Regions from separate parts of the Mus musculus genome. Here regions 1 and 3 are each linked to region 2. Evidence: chromatin contacts called from public ChIA-PET and promoter capture Hi-C data. All regions are on one chromosome and are shown on one strand. Each heading gives the region's core, a stretch centred on a gene start, on an enhancer-like site or on the middle of the called end of the contact. The rest is flanking DNA. Distances are from core to core; before and after follow the strand shown. Region 1 holds the start of Aldh16a1 (aldehyde dehydrogenase 16 family, member A1). Region 2 holds the start of Sphk2 (sphingosine kinase 2). Region 3 holds the start of Kash5 (KASH domain containing 5).

Region 1 (2,957 bases), core at 436-2,935, 560 kb before region 2:
TGAACCAGTCTGCCTCCATCTTAGGCTTGAAAGCCTCTTAAAGACAAACTAGCTTCTTTCCTGTTTCTGATTAAACCTGTTTCTCAAGATTGGGTTATGTCCCACCTGTAACCTTAAGTACAAATGGTTCTGCACTGCCTGTTCCAGAAAACTTCAACCATGTCTTGGTTTTAAAAAGATATATATTTTTAAAAGATTTATTTATTATTTATTATATGTAAGTACACTGTAGCTGTCTTCAGACACTCCAGAAGAGGGCATCATATCTCGTTATAGGATGGTTGTGAGCCACCATGTGGTTGCTGGGATTTGAACTCTGGACCTTTGGAAGAGCAGTCGGGTGCTCTTACCTACTGAGCCATCTCACCAGCCCTTAAAAAGATATTATAATTGTTTTGCAACCCTACCTTTGTTTCAAAAGGTTGTTATGGCTACCATTTTAGGAACACCTTGCAATAATGTCTTTACTACAGAAGGTTATTATAATGTGTATGTTCTGCTCCTGTAACCTCAACTATTTTGGTGGCCAAATCCCCCTATCCACAAACTATATATAAAAACCTTGTCTTTCTCACATCCAGGACTGACTTCTAGAACCAAAGCTTATTGGGGAGGCAGCTTGTGTCCTCAAAAAAAAGCTAGCTTAATTAATTACTTGCTTAAATTACTTTGGCCGTGATGATTTCGGGTCAGTGATCTTTCTCCTTGTATCTTTGGGATCAACACTCTAAACTTTATAGAGTGTTTTATGCTGTCCCTCCAAAGCTGGAGTCCTTTTGTAGTGTGGTGACTCCTCTTAAGAGTCTAAAGACTCTACAACCTCCTAATACCTGCTTGGATGCTGGAAGAATTTCTGGGACCCTGGGCATTCTGATTGGTCCTTGGTTTTAAAGAAAATCCCAGGAACCCTACCACATTCCGATGAGGCTGCAAGAGGGTTCTGGAGCCTTGGGCCAGGAGGCTCTAAAGGAATAATATAAATGAAGTACGAAAACAGGAAAATCTCCCAAAGAAATCCACTAAACTTGGGAGGGGGAGAGGGAGAATGAGAATAGGATGGGCTAGGAGGGTCAAGAGAACTCAGATGACGTTCGAAGGGGCAGGAGATCACAGAGCACCGTAAGGATATTGAAACAAGGGGAGCAGTCATAGCAAGTTTTGGACGAACTTGGGGTTCTAAACGAACTTGAGGTTCTAAACGTTCCCGCGAGCCTCCAAAGTGCCGGGGGCCACAAGGAACCACGATCTAGCAAGGTGAAGACTCAGGAGGACCGCGAGAGGTATGGGGATTTAGTGACCACCCGTTCCTGAAGGGTCCTGGGGAAACACTACGGCGGCGTTCGGGACCGTAAACGAAAACCGCGAGGACAACCATCGCCGCCCACCGCCAGCCGCCCAGCCCAGGCTTCCGCACTGTAGGGGAAATCACGCGCTCAGAGGGGCGGGGCTTCCGAGAAGGCCGCAGTGGATGACGGGAGCCCGCGCGCCCCAAGCGGCCGAGAGGACTCGGAGGCAGCAGCGGCCGCGGGGCAAGCCCTCACCAGTGCGCATGCGTGGCTCTCCGGCACCGGTCCGTACTCCAGCGTCGTGAAAATCTCCCGGGTACTGGGCTGTACACGCGTAGCCGCCATCGCTCTCCCGGAGCCTTCCGCGAGGGATTGCTGGACGGTCTACCTAGAGGAACTTGGAGGTCCGAAGGGCGGCACCGCCCACTCCAATCAAAGGGGCGGGGCCAACCGTAGGGCCCGGAAGCGAGCTATATAGGACGTGACCCGCCTACTTTAGAGCCGCGCGATGCGGCCTATGGGCGGATGCTGGGAAATGTAGTTTCGGGGAGAACAGACATGGTTGGGTGGGTGGGTGGGGTCCCGCACTGGCAGAAGGCCTTCGGCTATTGTCACTTTGACTCTTTAGAAAAAATAGATTTTCGTTGTTTTGTTTTATTTTGTTTTTCAGACAGAGTCTCACTGTGAGCTCTGGAGGCCCTGGATCTAACTATGTAGACCCGGCTGGCTTCAACTCACAGACCCACCTATCTCCGCCTCCCGAGTGCTGGTATTAGAGGCGTGTGCCAGCACACTTGGCTAAAAAAATATTTATCTTTCTTTGTATGTACTCTGTGTAGCCCTGGCTCTCCTGGAACTCACTTTGTAGACCAGGCTGGCCTCGAACTCAGAAATCCGCCTGCCTCTGCTTCCGGAGTGCTGGGATTAAAGGCGTGCGCCACCACGCCCAGCCCTGAGGTATGTCTTTGCACTATGTGTCTGCAGTGCCTGTGGAGCCCAGAAGAGGGCGATGCAGCCGCTGGGCTGGAGAGAGCCTCATGACAGTTGTGGCTGTTTGGAGCTTAACCCCAGACATCTCCAAAAATAACATGTGTTCTTAATTGCTGAGCCTTCTCTCCACCCCAAATGCTTTTCTTTCTTTAAAAGAAGCAAACAAAGATTATTGTTATGTGCATGAGTATTTTGCCTGCTTGTCTGTGCATCATGTACATGCAGTTCCCCAGGAGGCCAGAAGAGGAGGCGACAGATCCCCCTAGAACTGGAGTTACAGGGCTTTGTTAGTCGCAATCTGGGTGTTGGGAATCGAACTCTCCTCTTCTGGAAGAGCAGTCAGCACTCTGCCGTTTAACTATCTCTCCAGCCTCCTCTGCCTCTATAACTTCTTTATAAGCAAAAACATTAATTATGTTCAAAAAAGGGCGATTAATAGCATTGAGACTGGGTGTGTGTTGAGTGGGATCAGACCCAGAGCCTAACTCATGATAGACAAGAGCAGGAGATACTAAAGTTCTCAGAGTGGCAATCCTTTCTGTACTGTAACCTCTGAGGTTTGGGAAGGGCAGATATGTAGGTTTTATTGATTCAGGAAGTGTGTCATTTCGCAGGCCTCCTCAGTCCTTACTTTTGATTGGTTGGCTAGGAGGGCGTGGCTTCAGCTCTTTCATACAAGTG
Region 2 (2,891 bases), core at 288-2,787:
CCTTTAATATAGTTCCTTATGTTGTGGTGATCCCCAAACATTTCATTGCTATAACTGTAATTTTGCTACTGTTACAAACTGTAAATATGTGGTATACAGGATAGCTGATATACGACCCTGTGAAAGGGCCCAGACCCACAGGTTGAGAACCTATTCTGTAGCTAGAGCCTTACCTGGTTCCATTGCCCCTTGGATTTAGGTGTCCAGTGGGCACCCAGGCCTCTGCTGTCACAGCAGGGCTTGAGCCCCAAACTGGAGGCCATGTATGTATAGGCGGTTTTCGTAAAGAGTCTTGCTAACTCCCTGTGCAGGGCCAGGTTGGGGTTCTGAAGAGGAGGGCACATTGCAGGCTCAGTATCCCAGAGCCTGCTTCTCTCATCCAGCTGGCCTGTCTTGTACTACCCAAGTTCAGGTACTCCATACCAAAAGAGTGAAGACACTTTCAGGGAAGACACCCTAAAAGGGAGTCTTTTTCATCACTCTCTTTTTCCAAACAAGGAAAAAAAAGCAAAACAGAAAATCACTTACCCAAGATCACAACTTTAAATGGCAGAGCCAGGCCAAGTGTTGAAAGACGGTGATCCCAGCTACTTCGGAGGCTGAAGCAGGAAGAGTGAGTCAAAGCCAGCTGGGGCAACTTTGTGAAACCTTGACTTAAGGGGCGGGGGGGGGGGTGAGTGGGGGACAGAGCTGGCACTAGAACTAGCTTACTAAATGGTGAGGTGCCAACTGTTCAGTTTTGTATCTTTGTCTCTCCTTCTGCCCGGGGTTCCCTCACCATTTTTCCTTCTCACCCTCGGGCCTCCACACCTCCAACCACCGTCATGGTCTCTATTTCAGTCTCTCTGGAGCTTGTTATCTACCCGCTTTCCAAACCGGGAGTTCTGCGTGCCTTCTCTGCACATCAATATGTACATCGAAAATGTTGGGCCAGTTCAACCAGTCTGGTTTAGGAAGGGGGAAAAAAAAAAGGGCTGTCCCTAAGGACGAAAACAAAGGAGAGATCCGAGAAGAGGTCATCTTTAAGGGCAGGGGGAAAAGCTCAACACAAAATATTAAATAATAATAATAATAAGGTATTATGGGTTGAATAGCAGCAAGAAAGTCTCGGGTGAGAGATCTAGTAGGATTTCCTGAACTTCAGTTCTGTTTAGTAAGTTGAGCATAAGGAAAAGGCAGCCGAGAATTTAAGGAAGTGTGAGATGAGCTTTTTCTTCAGGGCGGGATAAGCCTCACCTCCGACACACAGCCCACCGGGTCCTCCGCGAGCCACCGAGAAGCGGTCGGCGTGCGGCCAGAGAGTCACCACGCGACTCGTCCAGCAAGCTCCGATCATGTCTCTGATTCTCCGGTCCCTTTACCCCTGGAGAGTGTTAGAGCAGGGACGGGGAAAGGCCAGAGAGGCTCCGGGTCCCAGCCCTTTCCTCAGGCTGACTTCTCTTTGGTTCTGGAAGCCTCGGTTTACTCGGTCCTCCCACATACCATCGAGAAACCCAAATTGTGGTAGAGCTCCGCGTCGCGCTCATGTGACGTCACCCGTGCACCACAGAGACGCCAGTTCCGGATAGAGTGTCCCGCATTGCGTCACGAGTGCGTCTCGCAGGCCGCTCTTTCCCCGCCCACTCCGGCGCGGTTCCGTCTTTCCGGACCTGGCCGAGCAGGAGGCGCCATCATGGTAAGCTCGCTGAGCGGTCTCCCCGAGTGGCCCATCCGCTGCCATCCTCAGCAAGTCCCGCTCGTAGCGCGACGGAGGGGTGCAGGCGGTGCCAAGGGGAACTGCGGGACAGGCTAGGGCCTTCGATCAGAACTTGCCGGAGCCGGTGGCCGGTCCCGGGAGCCTCCCGAGGCTCGTCGTCTTCCTTACAAAGTTTGGCTCCATGAGCCAGGCTGATTGCAGCTCCCAGTGAGTCCAGTCCGGCCTCGAGCCCACGGCCGCTCCCTCGCACCAATCTTTCGAGTGCTGCGTTTCCAAGCGGGACCGCTGCTCCCAGTGTCCCTGTTTCTTAACTTGCCATTGGGAAGTTGAGTGCTACGATGAGCGGAGCCACTACACGTTGCCGGGTTTGGGGACAAGCGTACGTCAGTCCTTCCCGGAACACTGCTCCTAGTGTGTTTGGTGTGTAGTAATCCTGTCCCTGCCTTGTATGTTGGGAAGACGTTTATGAAGAGCCTTGAAGGTGCAATGAAACCGCTGTTAGTATCAGTAACTACTTCAGGATGCTAACAGCTTGGAAAACGAGTGGGGGATAAAATTAACCCGAGCACTTGGTCTTTCTAGGGTTGATTTGAAGGACGTAGTGTAAGGCTTTGTCACAAACACGTCTCCACGTCTAGAATGTACTGTTGGCTTCTTTTTGACTGTTTTTCAGATTGGGAGCTAGTTTTGAGAACATAAATAAAAGCTAACATCTTTACAGGGATCTGAACTCTCATCCATACTGGGCCCAGAACCAGGGCCTTCACATGCTAAGCAAGAGCTGAGCTCTAAGGGACTCTGAGCCAGCAGCCGCTTGTCTTGTGCAGCTCAGTTTTTACACCGAGACAGTGTTTCAATGAGTTTCTGGACTCTGGGAGGAATGGTCCCAAGCCGAGACAAAAACATCACTTGTGTGTGTTAAGTGAACTTGTCAGGGGTGGGACATGTCTTCTTCCTCTAGTTTGAATCCTTTGAGGTTTGAATTGTCGACTAAGTAGCCTAAAAGTTACAGGTACGAACAGGTATAGATATCATCAAAGATATAGGGCAGTGGTTCTGACAATTGGCTCTATGGTGGTTCACCTCCCTCAGGGTGTTGACATTCGCCACAACAAGGACCGAAAGGTTCGGCGCAAGGAGCCCAAGAGCCAGGACATCTACCTGCGGCTGCTTGTCAAGGTAAGCCCGGGGTGCT
Region 3 (2,910 bases), core at 71-2,570, 510 kb before region 2:
CAATTTACTGAAGCCCTAGAGAGTCCCTGGAGGGTAGCTTAGTCGTTAAGAGGACTAACAGTTTACTCTTCCAGATAGATATGGGTTGGAATCCCACTACACACATGTGAACTCCTCCTCATCTGCAATTTTAGTTCAGAGGGATACAAAACCACCTGGTCTCCACAGGCACATACCTGACACACATACAAACATGCCGGCAAAATACTCAAAAACAAACAAACAAACAAAAAACCCCAACAACAACAAAAACCAAAAACACCCAAACAAAAGCCAGGCAGTGGTGGTGCACACCTTTAATCCCAGCACGTGGGAACCAGAAGCACACAGGCCAGCCTGGTCTACAGAGAGAGTTCCAGGACAGTCAATGCTACACAAAGAAACCCTGTCTCAAAACAAAAACACCTACCCTACCCACAAAAACAAAATAGATTAAGTGTTAGGTTTCAAAAGTTCTAGAAGATTGCAGTTGGGCACATCTGGGAGAGCTGTAATCCTAAAACTGGGGAATGAGGATCATGAGGTCGTGGCCAGCCTGGGCAGCACTTGGAGGGTCTGTCTCAAACAAAAATAGAAAACAAGCAACAAAAAGCAACCGGAAGTTTCAAGAGTCTGACAGGATTGCCGAAGTTGCCACTAGAATTTTCCTGAGGAAGCCGGTCACGGTGGCGCACGCCTTTAATCCCAGCGCTCGGGAGGCAGAGGCAGGAGGATTTCGGAGTTCGAGGCCAGCCTGGTCTACAGAGTGAGTTCCAGGTCAGCCAGGGCTACACAGAGAAACCTTGTCTCAAAACTTGGGGCGTTTTTGAAGGAGCTGGCAGGTGATGTTACCGGGGAACCTGCCATGAAAGTCGCCACAGGCAGGGCGTACCTGGAGTCGGGACTCAGTTGAGGGACACCAGCGACGAACGGCGGTTGCGAATGTCACGGAAGAGGCGTGTTCACACGCGCCTTTTCCCGCCAGAAATGCAAATGAGCCGGCCTCCTGCAAGTCCCGCCCTCTCAGGCTCTTGTACTCACGCAAGCGCACTCCGAGTGGATGGCGCCCGGGTCTCTCCTTACGAAGACCCTTGAGCTGGCGCATGCGTAGAGCTTCTCGGGAGGATAGGCTGGACCTGAGGATCGAGTGCATGCGCACTAGTGGGGCTAGCGGTGATGGCGCGATATTATCGGCAGCTTTCTTCTGCGGTACAAAAATCCTTTCCTTCTGCTTGACAAAATAGGGCCAAGCAGGAGAGAGTTCAACCGAAGGACTCCCTGTTCATCCTTTTCTTCTTGTCAGTCTTTGAACCAAGTTCTTTCTTTTGGGTCTGGCTCGCCCGCCACTGTCACAATGATGCGCAGTCTGGTCCAGCCTCACTTCCGCTCCATTCCCTCCCCCCCCCCCGCCCCCCGCATTAATAGGTACCCAAGCTGTTTTCCCAAACTATTATAGTTTCTACTTACTGCTTAGCTATGTAGCCCAGGATGGCTTCGGACTTGAAGCAATCACCCTGCCTCAGTCCATGCCTGTGGACTATTCGAACTTTTTTATTATTAAGGGTCCAACAGCCGGGCGTGGTGGTGCACGCCTTTAATCCCAGCACTTGGGAGGCAGAGGCAGGCAGATTTCTGAGTTCGAGGCCAGCCTGGTCTACAAAGTGAGTGCCAGGTCAGCCAGGGCTACACAGAGAAACCCTGTCTCGAAAAAGCCAAAAAAAAAAAAAAAAAAAAACCAAACCAAAAAAGAGTAAAGACACTTGCCACCCATCCCGGTGATCGATCTGAGAAGAATCCCCAGGACCCACATGGTGCAAGGAGGGCCCCTGAATTCCACATGCAGACCCTATCATGTTCACTTTCCTACCCCTTGCTGTTTAAAAACACATGCATGTAATGATAAGGACTGGGCATGTAGCTCAGGGGTACGGTGTTTGACTGAGGGTGCCCTCATTCAATCCCTAGGGCCTAGTGAATTGGGCAGGGTAGTGTACCAGTACTCGGGAGGTAGAGGCAAAAAGTGCAAGGTCTTTCTCACCTTACTGACCATCAGACCCTGTGTGTGCTGTTTAGTTTTTTGTTGCCTTGACAAAAGCCAGAGTCATCTGAAAACCTCAACTGAAAAGTTACCCTGTCAGTAGGCAAGCCTGTGGGGATATTTTCTTGGTTAATGAGTGATGTGGATGGCAGCCCACTGTGGGCAAGACCACCCCTGGGAAGGTGCTTCTGGGTTGTATGAAAAAAAACAAAACAAAACCCTGAGCAAGCTTCAGTTCCTCCTTCGAGCCCCTACCCTGCCTCTTCTCTGTGATGGACTGTGATCTATCACAAGATGAAATAGACTCCCCAAGTTGTTTTTGATCATGGTGCTCACCCCAAGTTGTTTTTGATCGTGGTGCTCACGCACCGCAGCAGTAGAAAGCAAACTAGGACGCCTGGTCTAGATGAAAGGTCTGCCGGGTGTTTTCAGGACAACTTGTGGTGCATTCTGGACCCTGTTAGCTTTGTCCCTATTATCAACATCCATTCCTGGGGCTGGAAACATAGACCACTGTTTAAGAGCAATGGATGTTTTTCCAGAACACCTGAGATGGATTCCCAGCATCCACATTGCAGGCCACTCAGGACACAGAAGCAGGGAGTTTGACTGGGCTTATCCCATACTGCCTCTGGGGTGGATGCTGGGCTGTAAGGAAGTGACATTGCTCCCAGGGTGGGAAAGCCAGAGCTCCTTCTGGGGTCCCAGGCCTGTGACAAGGCCAGGGTTGTGGGGTTCTCAGACTCTTGGAAATCCTGGCACGGCTGGGAGTCCTGGAAGAGCAGGGGCCTGAGGTCTGGGGACAGCATCTAGCCTGGAGCCTGGGGCAGGGGTTGGGGGAGAAGGGGAACTCCAGCTAGTCTCACAGGGATTATTGTCCTTATCTTGGTAAG

The links. Promoter capture Hi-C pulls out the DNA fragments that hold promoters and counts their contacts. ChIA-PET counts read pairs in DNA pulled down with a chosen protein or histone mark.
Region 1: an RNA polymerase II ChIA-PET map of memory CD8 T cells shows a contact between it and region 2, with 38 read pairs. The contact joins the promoter of Aldh16a1 here to the promoter of Sphk2 in region 2. A contact is called at or near these places in 7 of 39 promoter capture datasets (the C10 cell line, cranial neural crest, embryonic stem cells and 4 more), 4 of 484 Hi-C or Micro-C datasets (B cells, Th1 cells, liver and 1 more), 8 of 115 datasets of contacts at active chromatin or transcription factors (astrocytes, embryonic limb bud, embryonic stem cells and 5 more) and 2 of 9 other capture datasets (adipose tissue and macrophages).
Region 3: a contact with region 2 is called in a promoter capture Hi-C map of the SN4741 cell line, with 3 times the contacts expected there. The contact joins the promoter of Kash5 here to the promoter of Sphk2 in region 2. A contact is called at or near these places in 4 of 39 promoter capture datasets (the SN4741 cell line, cranial neural crest, embryonic stem cells and 1 more), 2 of 484 Hi-C or Micro-C datasets (B cells and cerebellum), 2 of 115 datasets of contacts at active chromatin or transcription factors (astrocytes and bone marrow-derived macrophages) and 2 of 9 other capture datasets (adipose tissue and embryonic stem cells).

The regions. Positions count from the first base shown.
Region 1 is chr7:45,152,851-45,155,807 of GRCm38.p6, forward strand. Aldh16a1 (aldehyde dehydrogenase 16 family, member A1) reads right to left here and starts at 1,686. Exons shown (of 17, transcript NM_145954.2): 1 at 1,542-1,686. The coding sequence starts at 1,631. Pih1d1 (PIH1 domain containing 1) reads left to right here and starts at 1,453. Exons shown (of 10, transcript NM_029406.4): 1 at 1,453-1,690.
Region 2 is chr7:45,716,465-45,719,355 of GRCm38.p6, forward strand. It overlaps Sphk2 (sphingosine kinase 2), which reads right to left and starts at 1,538. Exons shown (of 7, transcript NM_203280.3): 1 at 1,237-1,538; 2 at 529-599. It overlaps Rpl18 (ribosomal protein L18), which reads left to right and starts at 1,607. Exons shown (of 6, transcript NM_009077.2): 1 at 1,607-1,675; 2 at 2,789-2,875. The coding sequence starts at 1,673.
Region 3 is chr7:45,203,572-45,206,481 of GRCm38.p6, forward strand. It overlaps Kash5 (KASH domain containing 5), which reads right to left and starts at 1,321. Exons shown (of 20, transcript NM_201374.2): 1 at 1,021-1,321. The coding sequence starts at 1,132.